Regions from separate parts of the Muntiacus reevesi genome. Here region 2 is linked to region 1. A link is a contact called in public Hi-C data. All regions are on one chromosome and are shown on one strand. The core of a region is the stretch at or near the end of the contact, and the rest is flanking DNA. Distances in the headings are between cores, read along the strand shown.

Evidence for each region. A called contact is a pair of places that touch in the nucleus more often than the background predicts.
Region 2: a contact with region 1 is called in a Hi-C map of blood, with 4 times the contacts expected there. The contact joins the promoter of RPL6 here to the promoter of NAA25 in region 1. A contact is called at or near these places in 2 of 3 Hi-C or Micro-C datasets (blood and muscle).

Annotation. Positions count from the first base shown.
Region 1 is chr13:11,457,686-11,463,566 of mMunRee1.1, reverse strand. NAA25 (N-alpha-acetyltransferase 25, NatB auxiliary subunit) reads left to right here and starts at 3,385. Exons shown (of 24, transcript XM_065904200.1): 1 at 3,385-3,460. The coding sequence starts at 3,403.
Region 2 is chr13:11,685,829-11,691,709 of mMunRee1.1, reverse strand. It overlaps RPL6 (ribosomal protein L6), which reads left to right and starts at 2,555. Exons shown (of 7, transcript XM_065904614.1): 1 at 2,555-2,699; 2 at 3,477-3,710; 3 at 3,800-3,898; 4 at 5,041-5,184; 5 at 5,700-5,748. The coding sequence starts at 3,477.

The DNA.
Region 1 (5,881 bases), core at 2,136-4,635:
CAGAGGATGACCTAGCACAGCGACGAAGACCCAGTGCAGCCAAAAAAAAAAAAAAAAAAAATACATTTTTAAAAGGTCAAGAAATCCATGGAAAATATGAACTGTGTCACTGTTCTGTTTATTCTGTGGAGGATAAGGATTAGGCATTGAATCAAGGTGGAAAAGAAAAGCAAAAGGAAATTAGAAGTTATCCAGTGGAGATACCCATAACCACTATATCCAAGTGATGCAGAGCCCTGCCCTGTGTCCCCCGCTACCAACACGATGCACTGGCATGCCTCATGGCTCTTGAGCAAGAGGGTTTCCTACCAGATCAAATCTGCCACCAAATAGGACAAGAATGAAGGGCTTAGCCCCCTCTTCTAAGTCAATATAATGGAAACCACCATTGAATGAACATCTGTTGTATACCAAGTATTTTCCCATAACATCAGCTCTAAGGTACAGAGAGAAGGATAGGCTCTTGGCTCCTTTGGGGGACATCTCGTCTGTTACCTGAAATGATTCAGGCCAAAGGGTGTGAAAGTTGCCGCTCAGGGAGCAGGTAAGGACAGGCCTAGAGCCAGGTGACTGCTTCAGTCTTAGGCTTTTGAGGACAAGGAGTGAGAAAAAGAAAAGAAAAAGGCTAATTCATCCTGCTTGTATGTCAAACAGGCTTTCAGGATGGAGGGAGACATAGTCTACCCAGCATGGTAACTTAAGGATCTACAGGCCTCTCTTAGGTGGGTCCATAAGACTCCAGCCCTGCCAAGTTCAGGTAGCAGGGTGCTGAGCATCAGCATTGCTCTTGGGCCAGGTCAACAAAGGAATCTAAGAACATAGCTGAGGAACCACAGTCCTGGTCAGGAGCCGCCTATGTGCCCCTTTGAAGGTGCCGCACTTTTCCATTCTGGGAAGTTCTTGAAACTCGGGTAACACCAGCTCTCCCATTTGTGTTATAGATGAACCCCAGGTCTCCTCCCTTCTCTCCCCTTTCCAAGTCCAAGTCCAGCCCAGTCCTATGTGGCCGTAGCACCTAAGAGCAAGCCTGGGATCAGCTTACTGGAGGCTCCTGACCTTCATTCCTGTTGGTTAGCATGATTTTGGAAGCGTGGCATTCTCCCTGGGATAGGGTTTAGCAAATAAATATGCAGAACCCCTGTGCACCTGAAGCTAATCCAATGTTGTAAATCAAGTACATCTCAATTTAAAAATCCAGGTCACCTGGTTAAATGTAAATTTCAGATAAACAGTGAGTATCATTTTAGTGTAAGTATGCCCCAAATATTGTACCATATTTGACCTGACAACTCTACCCTGGAGGTTTCTGTTTATTCATTTATCCTGAGAGTATTCCAGAATAGGGATTGGCAAATGTTTTCTGTAAAGGTTCAGATAGTAAATATTTTAACCTTCTGGGCCACAAGGTCTCTGTTGCAACTACTCAATTCTGCTGTTGTAGCACAAAAGCAACCACAGACAAATGAATAGTTGTGTTCAATAAAATTTTACTTATGGACACTGACCTTTGAACTTTATATAACTTTCACATTGTGAAATATTATTCTTCTTTTGATTATTTTTTCCCAACCATTTAAAAATGTGAAAATCATTCTTGGCTCACAAACTGTACAAAAACAGTAGTAAGGTAAATTTGGCCTAAGGGTCATAATTTGCCCACTTCTGACCTAAAACAGGATGAAACTTTTGTCTGAATCCAAATCACAAGAGGATTTGTAAAGACACAAATTGCCGACCCTACTCCCAGAGCATTTGATCCAGTATGTCTGGGGCAGTGCCTAATAAGGTTTGTAAGTTCCCAGGTGATGCTCAAACCCGTGTCCTCTGGAGTGGAACGGCCAGGGAGGTCCCCATCTAGCATATTTTAAAATCTCCTCAGCTTTAGGAACTATTTTCTATGAGGATCACAGATCATATCTTCATTTGAGGGACTCCCTCTCCCCAACCATTCCCATTCTCAATAAGAATTTTTCTGTGTAATTGCTTCTGGAATTTTCTCTTTCAGCTAGAACTCAGGACAGAATTGGGATGGGAGTTTCTAGTGCATTTGGTTTTTAAGAAGTAGTCATCCCCCCCACCAAGTGCATTTAGGGGCTTTCCCGGTGGTCCAGAGGTTAAGACTATGCTTTTACTGCAGGGGGTTCGATCCCTCGTTGGAAAAATAAAATCCCATGTACTGCAGGGTGCGGCCAAAAATTTTAAAAAACAAACAATAAAAGCATTCTAAAATCTTTTATTTTGGAATAATTTTAGACTTCAGAGAGGGTGAAAAGAGGATTAAGTTTTCATATACCCCTCAACCAGTTAACATCTTACATTATCATGGTGCATTCATCAAAATGAGAAACCAACATTAGCACAATACTATTAGCTGAACTCTAGACTTTATTTGTGGAGAAGGAAATGGCAACTCACTCCAGTGTTCTTGCCTGGAGAATCCCAGGGACGGGGGAGCCTGGCGTGCTGCCGTCAATGGGGTTGCACAGAGTTGGACACGACTGACGTGACTTAGCAGCAGCAAGACTTTATTTGAATTTCAGCTTTTTCCCCTGATGCCCTTTGTCTGTTCCAGGATCCCAAGGAAGATATCACATTATGTTTGGTCCTCGTGTCTCCTTAGGCATTGCTGGTCTGTAACAGCTTCTCAATGTTGCCTTATTTTTCATGACCTTGACAGTCCTGAAGCCAACCGTTCAGGCATTTTGTAGAATGTCACTCAGTGCGATTTGTTTGATGTTTTCTTTGTAACTAGTCTGAGTTTATGGGTCTTCCAGAAAAAACTACTACAGAAGGGAAGTTCCTTTTTCATCACCTCAAACTAGTAATGTTAACTTTGATCTCTAGGGTGCTTCTTAACAGGCTGAGCACCGAGGAAGGGGTGAAGGGACCTCGAGCTTTTCTGGCACGTTTCTCCTTGTCGCTCAGCACCCCTCTTCCCCTACTGTCCCCGGGGTCACCCTCCCACAAGAGTTCCCGGTTCCTCAGCAGTGAATCAAAGACAAGTCTAACTGGTCCTTCAGCACAGAGGAGAAACATGATGAGCAGGAGCAGCCGAGCCCAATCTTTAACCAAGTTTCTTCACTCCCCGCCTCCCCTCGCTTTCCTCGCTCTCCACTAAGCGACTCGGAAGCGATGTTAATAGTAACGGCCGCTTCTAACAGCTAGGCCGACTCCACCAGCAGAAGGGAGGAAAATGAGACACTGAAGTGACACACCTGGGGGGGAGGGGGCGGGGAGGTGCGTCGGGGATGCGGTTTGGGTGTCTGTGTTTTCCGCGCCGGCGCGTTCTGTCGCAACTCCGCGACCATCGCGATAGAAGAGCGAGATCGGCGCTGGCCCTTTAACAGCCCCTTCCCGGGGGCCTGCCCCGCGCGTGCGCACTGCGGTTCTGCGCTTGTCATCATGGCGACGCGGGGCCATGTGCAGGACCCTAACGATAGGCGCCTCCGACCCATTTACGGTGAGTGCCTGGGGCCAGTCTGGTCGCCAGCCGAATGCGCCGAGGGCTTCCGAAGCCGGGACGAAGGCCCGGGAGGGGCGCTGAGGGGCCAGGAGCCGAGCCGGCGGGCACAGGGGGCGGGCCGCGCGGGCCTCTAGGCCGCAGCCACGGGCCTCGCGTAAGCGCCGGCCTGGCTTTCCCGAGCTCTGAGTTGGTAGCGGCGCGTCCACGGTGGCCGCAGGTCGGCAGAGCCGGCCTGACAGGCAGGCCCTGTGAGACACTACTCTCGCCGGGACCTGCGCTACCCGCAGGCTGCGTTGTCTGTCCGCAGGTGGAAGCTGGCTCCGGCATGAGGGTGGGACACCCCTGCGTGAGGAAAAATTCCTCACTGAAGACTTTTTACTTGTGGGAGCGGGGCCTAAAGTGTTGTCTGACTAACTGCTTGGCGCTCAGGGAGAAACAGAGGTCCTGGGAGGGGAAGGGGCTGACGCAAGGTCAACCCGTATCGAGTGAGGAGCAGGCCCGGATTTGAGGCTCCCAATACAGAGCCCTTTGGTGGAGGAACAGCTGCTCTGGGCACACGTGGGAAGCGGGGGCGGCGGGGCGGGGGGGTCTTGGGCCCAAAATAGCGGTGAAGCGACCGCAATAGCTGGTGTCGGGGGGCATTCAGGGAGCGCTCTTCCTTCTTGTAGCTTCTCTGGTTTTTCCTTTGCAGTCTGCCTTCCGCGTGCTAAGTGGATCCCCTTTCAGAACGCTTACCTCAACGCTCAGGCTTTAAGACCTTGATGGCATTCTGCTCTTCCAGTTGCGAAAAATCACGTATTTGAGTAAGGGAGAAAAACCTCTTCAGTAATCGAGACGTTCTGTAATTGGAAAGTGGTCCCGTTTGTGTTTCCTTTCCCCTTAGATGCTTGTGTGGTCTTGGTCTAGTTCATAGTGAGGAAGGCTTCAAGGTCAGTGGTTTTTGCAAAAGGAGGCCTCGTGTTTATAGGGTAGATGTTACTTAAATGGAGGCTTCTCCTCAAGGCCGAGGTGATTTAACTTTTTTGGATGGGGGTAACTTTATGTTTCTGGTACAACTGGTAGTGCTTTTTGTACTTTGTATGATGTTTTGCTCTCAAGTCTTGTTTGATTCTAGCAATAGCCTTGTTGATGACAATAATAATAATTATTATTATTAACAGCAATAGTAATAATGTGGATAGTCTGCTAATTATGTCAGTCACTCTCCTTCGCCTTTTATATTTATTATTATTTGATCTTCACATTTTCTTCTGGCGTGGGTGGGTTTTCCCAATCCCCTTCTCCCTTCCCCTCCCGCTCTTCTTTCCACAGATGAGGAAACTGGGGCTTTATTGATGTGTAATTTGTCTAAGGTCACTCACCTAACATGAAACTGGAACCTTAACCTCTGTGGACTGTCCCAGACTTACTCCTTTAACCACTGTGTTAGAAATCACCTTAGTTTGAGCTGAAGACACTGACTTGCCAAAGGTCACATAGGTGGAGAGTGGTAGATTTCCATTTTCCCAGGGCTGTAAAGTCTTGTGTCCTCCAGTATACATTTTAAAGGGCAGAGATGAAGTATACAAGGGTGACTTGAGTATACTAGGGTGAATCCAGAGTTCACAGTTGGTAGCTCATTACTGCTTTATAGCAGCTGCTTGCAGACTTTTTTTTTTTAATTGTAGTGGTTTCTGCCATACATTTTTTTTTTGAAGATTGAATATTTAAAAAAAAATTGGATTTCTAAAAATTGTTCTTGAGGACCAAAGAAAATGTCTTTGGTGCCCCGTAAGTCACTTAGAATTAATACTGTTTTGAACTATCCAATAGGAAAACTAGTCCCTTTCACATTGTTAAACATCATGCTATTTTAACCAGATACATAGGTCATATTGTTAAAACTGAAGCCAAAATTATGTAGCTTTTCTTATAGTTACTTGGGAAGAAGATTAGAAGATACTTTCTTTAGGAGTTCAAAGGCAATTAATATACACTGGCAGAATTAGGGAAAGGACTGCCCTTGACGTCAGCACTTCTGACTTTTGACCTCTGGACCTTGGGACAGCCTCTGCCTTTGTGTTTAAATACCTTAGTACCCCTAAACCGCTGTTGTCCCTTGAATTTGTTTCATTAGCTGACAGATGAATGAGCTGCTGCTTGGTGCTGCTTACCCACCAGCCCAAAGTTCAGCAACACTCAGCGTAGGTTGAGTGCTTGTTTGTGTGCTAACTGTCCTTAGGTAGGTAAGATTATTGTGAGCATAGTAGTAAACTAAGGCCAGAGATTAACTTGCTCAGGGTTGTAGCTAGTAAATTGTAGAGCTGGAATTTGAATGTGGTCATTCTCACTGGTCATGTATGGATGTGAGAGTTGGACTATAAAGAAAGCTGAGCGCTGAAGAATTGATGCTTTTGAACTGTGGTGTTGGAGAAGACT
Region 2 (5,881 bases), core at 1,306-3,805, 230 kb before region 1:
TGCTGACATATTGAGTGCAGCACTTTCACAGCATCATCTTTCAGGATTTGAAATAGCTCAACTGGAATTCCATCACGTCCACTAGCTTTGTTCGTAGTGATGCTTCCTAAGGCCCACTTGACTTCACATTCCAGGATGTCTGGTTCTAGGTGAGTGTGAGTGATCACACCATTGTGATTATCTGGGTCGTGAAGATCTTTTTTGTACAATTCTGTGTATTCTTGGCACCTCTTCTTAATATCTTCTGCTTCTGTTAGGCCCATACTATTTCTGTCCTTTATTGAGCCCATCTTTGCATGAAATGTTCCTTTGGTATCTCTAATTTTCTTGAAGAGATCTCTAGTCTTTCCCATTCTATTGTTTTCCTCTATTCTTTGCACTGATCACTGAGGAAGGCTTTCGTATCTCTCCTTGCTATTCTTTGGAACTCTGCATTCAAATGGGTCCTTCAAATGGGTCCCATGGCACAGGAGCGGCCGCTGCAATGGCGTGCAGGAGCGGCCGAGAGGAGCTACCCCACGTCCAAGGTCGGGGTGGCAGCCGAGAGGAGCTACCCCACGTAAGGTAAGGAGTAGCAGTTGCGCTTTGCTGGAGTAGCCATGAAGAGATACCCCACGTCCAAGGTAAGAGAAACCCAAGTAAGATGGTAGGTGCTGATAGAGGGCATCAGAGGGCAGACAGACTGAAACCACAATCACAGACAACTAGCCAATCTGATCAAACGGACCACAGTCTTGTCTAACTCAGTGAAACTAAGCCATGCCGTGTGGGGCCACCCAAGACAGACGGATCATGGTGGAGAGGTCTGACAGAATGTGGCCCACTGGAGAAGGGAATGGCAAACTACTTCAGTATTCTTGCCTTGAGAACCCCATGAACAGTATGAAAAGGCAAAAAGATAGGACACTGAAAGATGAACTCCCCAGGTCGGTAGGTGCCCAATATGCTACTGGAGATCAGTGGAGAAATAACTCCAGAAAGAATGAAGGGATGGGGTCAAAGCAAAAACAAGACCCAGTTGTGGATGGGACTGGTGATAGAAGTAAGGTTCGATGCTGTAAAGAGCAATATTGCATAGGAACCTGGAATCTTAGGTTCATGAATCAAGGCAAATTGGAAGTGGTCAAACAGGAGATGGCAAGAGTGAACGTTGACATTCTAGGAATCAGCGAACTAAGATAAACTGGAATGGGTGAATTTAACTCAGATGACCATTATATCTACTACTGTGGGCAGGAATCCCTTAGAAGAAATGGAGTAGCCATCATAGTCAACAAAAGAGTCCAAAATGCAGTACTTGGATGCAGTCTCAAAAACGACAAAATGATCTCTGTTCGTTTTCAAGGCAAACCATTCAATATCATGGTAATCCAAGTCTATGCCCTGACCAGTAACGCTGAAGAAGCTGAAGTTGAATGATTCTATGAAGACCTACAAGACTTTCTAGAACTAACAACCCAAAAAGCTGTCCTTTTCATTATAGGGGACTGGAATGCAACATTAGGAAGTCAAGAAACACCTGGAGTAACAGGCAAATTTGGGCTTGGAGTACAGAATGAAGCAGGGCAAAGGCTACTAGAGTTCTGCCAAGAGAATGCACTGGTCATAGCAAATACCCTCTTTCAACAACACAAGAGAAGACCCTACACATGGACATCACCAGATGGTTGACACCAAAATCAGATTGATTATATTCTTTGCAGCCAAAGTTGGAGAAACTCTATACAGTCAGCAAAAAACAAGACCGGGAGCTGACTGTGGCTCAGATCATGAACTCCTTGTTGCCAAATTCACACTTAAACTGAAGAAAGTGGAGGAAGCCACTAGACCATTCAGGGTATGACCTAAATCAAATCCCTTATGACTTACAGTGGAAGTGAGAAATAGATTTAAGGGACTAGATCTGATAGACAGAGTGCCTGATGCACTATGGACGGAGGTTCGTGACATCATACAGGAGACAGGAATCAAGCTGCTGCTGCTGCTAAGTCACTTCAGTCGTGTCCAACTCAATGTGACCCCATAGATGGCAGCCCACCAGGCTCCCCTGTTCCTGGGATTCTCCAGGCAAGAACAATGGAGCGAGTTGCCATTTCCTTCTCCAATGCAGACCGTCCCCCCAAAAAATAAATGCAAAAAAGCAAAATGGCTGTCTGAGGAGGTCTTACAAATAGCTGTGAAAAGAAGAGAGCGGAAAACAAAGGACGAAAGGAAAGATATACCCATTCATCTATACTTTCTTAATATTTAAAATGGTACTGCTTTCTAATGTTTTTGGTAGGCAAAATAAAAAGTTTCAACTTTAGGACGGTTCCCAAAAGTACTCTGAGAATTCTACTCGTCTACAAAATGAAGCATTTCCAGAAAACATGGTCTTCACTTTCGCCACCTGAGAAAATTAGTTCTGTAGGCAGTACCAACGAGGCTGAACTACATTTCCCACAATGCCTCAGATCCGGAAGGAAGTGAGACTCGACCCTTCCCGTGATTCCTTATAGACCGGAAGCCAGGACCTTAGTTCTTTTTCCCATCTTGCAAGGTAAGAATGGCGGTATCTCTTTGCAGGACTAGATTTCAAGATCCCAATCCTTCGCCATCTTAGCTGAGAGGGTATCAAGTCGACATCTGCAGGGGTCAGGCACGCTCGGGGCGTACTGAGAGGCCTCCCGGACGCTTCATTTCTCTCTCTTGGGTTTACGGTAGGGCACGAAGAGAGTGAGGTGGAAGGTTGTAGAGGCTCGGATTGCTCGCCACCCTCCTGGACTGGGGAAATAGGGCCCTTCCAGGGATTCGTAGCCGACTAGTGGGGCCGTAGGGACTAGGGCGGCGGCGCGCGCTCCTGAATCCGGAATCTGGGTTCTAGAATACGCGACCTAGTTTGTCTCTGCCACGTTGTGGATTTAAGGCTAAGACCAAATGCTGCTTTCTCCTCTTGCCCAGTCCGCGGGCCGGAAGTCGGCTCCGGGGCTTTGCGGTTTTTTTTCTCTCTGGGCTTAGTTTGGACTTAGTGTGTTTGTCTTCGCCTCCTAAACCAAATTTCTTGAGTGAGGCAGTCTGGGGAGAACAAAAGTCCTGAAAGCGAGCAACTTCAAGTTGCAGTCTCGCTGCTTCCTGGCTTTGCAAATTGTTTTGGCCTGTGCCTAGAATTTTTAATTTGCAAGATAGAAATAATGGAATAAGGACCTGTGACATCAAAATATGCGGCGAACACTTAACGGGCGTGACGTGCCTTCGGCTCGTCGAACAGCTTATAGTGTATTGGGGGAGACAACCTAAAAATTAAACCATTATGGATGTTGTTGCAAAGGTGGGGGGATTTGGAAGAAGGCCTATATCTTATAGTGGGAAGAATGAAAAGGACGTTATAGCTACTTGGAGGATGAGAACTTGTAGTTTGGGAGGCTGTCAGTGTATAGCTATAGGATAACTGGTGAAATGCCTTTTTTTTTTTTTTTTTTAAATACACGTGTTGGTAGATGGCGGGTGAAAAGGCTGAGAAGCCAGATACTAAGGAGAAAAAATCTGAAGCCAAGAAGGCTGATGCTGTCAAAAAGGCTAAAAAGGTGAAAGTGGTGAAGAAAGTTAAGAAGGGGAAGCCCCACTGCAGCCGAAACCCTGTCCTGGTCAGAGGAATTGGCAGATATTCCCGATCAGCCATGTACTCCAGAAAGGCCCTGTACAAGAGAAAGTATTCAGCAGCTAAATCCAAGGTAAGGGATGCGAGGAACTCAGTGGGCATTCTCTTAAGCTTAAAATGTTTGTCTGCCTCTGACTTAGGGAAGTGTTTGTCTCCTCACAGGTCGAAAAGAAAAAGAAGGTTCGGGTTCTTGCTACTGTCACAAAACCAGTTGGTGGTGACAAGAATGGTGGTACCCGAGTGGTCAAACTTCGCAAAATGGTAAGATTTGGAGGAGATCTTAAGTTGCGTGCTGAGTTGTATCCTGTGAGGATTTTTGTGTGTGCTCAAGGTTCTGGAAGTTTGTGTTTACCAGAGAATTACTAATGGAGGATACTGAGTTTTCGGTTTATGATTTGGCTTCATTACTTACTGTTCTTCTGTAGAGTTACTTTTCTGTGCTTTTGTTTCTTATAAAACTGGAATAAAGTTTCGCCTCTTGGGGTTGTGAAATTTACCCTGCAGAGTCTAAAAATGCGGCCAGACCTATAGAACATTTGTCCACTAAAGCTAAAGCTGTGTTTCTTGGCCCCTCCTTATACCATGTACAAGATCCAACATTTTCTTTGTGAAAAAGAAAGGTTTGCTCTAACTTCCATTATGGAACTGTTGCCAGATGTATTACACGGCTGCACAGTTGAATATTACTGCACAAGAGCAAGAATGGCACTTTGATTTCTTCTTATCAAAGATTTTGTGAGCTGATTTTTCTGTTGGCCATTCATGTTTGTGGTAAAAGCAAAAAAGTGTCCACTAACATGACAGTTAGAAGTAGACTATTGTGAGTTACTTGTCATAGTGAAAGCGTCTGTGGGGTCTTATTTTTATAATAAATGAACTGGCAGTCTTGATCTAAGCTAATACCTTTGGTTCTATACAGTTTGTTTTTCTTTGTGAATAATGTGAGAGCCATGCATGTTAGCGTGATGTGTATGAACACATTTTGTTTAATTGGGAAACGAGCCTTTTTTCATAGCATACAGAATGTGTCAGGCCTTTGTTTTCTGAAGTGTAGTTTTCAGCACTCAGAAACCTTAGAAAAGCTTTGAGAATCACTGCTACAGGACACTGCATAAGCCATGTAATACACTAAAGTTTGGTTTGATCCCAAATTGACTTGCTGGATCTTTCCCTCTGCTTGAACACACAGTTCTTTCAGTTTCTACCCTGTGTTTTTGCATGAAAAGCTAATAAAGCAGCACTGACCTTTTCTACTTTTAAAATCTTAGAAGTGAAATGCAATAGTGTGAATAAAGTGTTTTAAGTAACTGAAAGACGGTAGCAAAGGTTTTACCGACCCCAGAACCAGCTCTACTGACTTGATTAACTTAATTTAATAAGTTGGACCTATGGGCTTTCTCCAGCCTAGGTATTACCCTACTGAAGATGTGCCTCGGAAACTGTTGAGTCACGGCAAGAAACCGTTCAGTAAGCATGTGAGGAAGCTGCGCGCCAGCATCACTCCTGGGACCGTTCTCATCATCCTCACGGGGCGCCACAGAGGCAAGGTGAGTGCAGCTGCCAGAGTGCCTGCGTCCGGTAGGGTTGCCTGTGTCAACTAGGTCCGCAGCAGGAGGTCCCGTGGGAGGGCTGAGGTGCTCCGTAACGGGACCAACGAACCAGTCCCTAGCATAATGTGTGTAGTCTGTAACATAATAACTGATCGCCTTCTCCTGTTTTTGGTAATACTAGTTAGAAATGGTTCAGGTGTCCCTGTACTCAAAAAATATGTTTGAGTTGCTTCCTTAGAATGGAATTGCAGGGATAGAATTAGAGTTGAAGGATATTTATTTTTATTGCTAAAGGTGGTGGCAGCTCATTTAAAAAGGGGGGGGGGGGGCACACCAAATTACTGCTTATATCCTAGAGTCACCTCTGTTAGTAGTTTGGTATAATTCCTTCCAGAACTGTTGGACGTATATATAGGTAGAAATTTCCTTTAACGAAATTAGCCTGTGATTTGATTAATTCAGAAGTCAGTTTTTATTTGTGGAGCTATGTAGCATTTCTTTTTAATTTACAGAGGGTCATTTTCCTGAAGCAGCTGGGCAGTGGCTTGCTACTTGTGACTGGTAAGAAAGTCCTTGGGTTTAATATCCTCAGAAATTTGCAGCTCTCCTCATCTTCAGTTTTGTTTAGAAATAATTTATATGCATCACTCTTATGAGTTGAAGGTGCATAGTATGATGATTTGGTTATTAATAT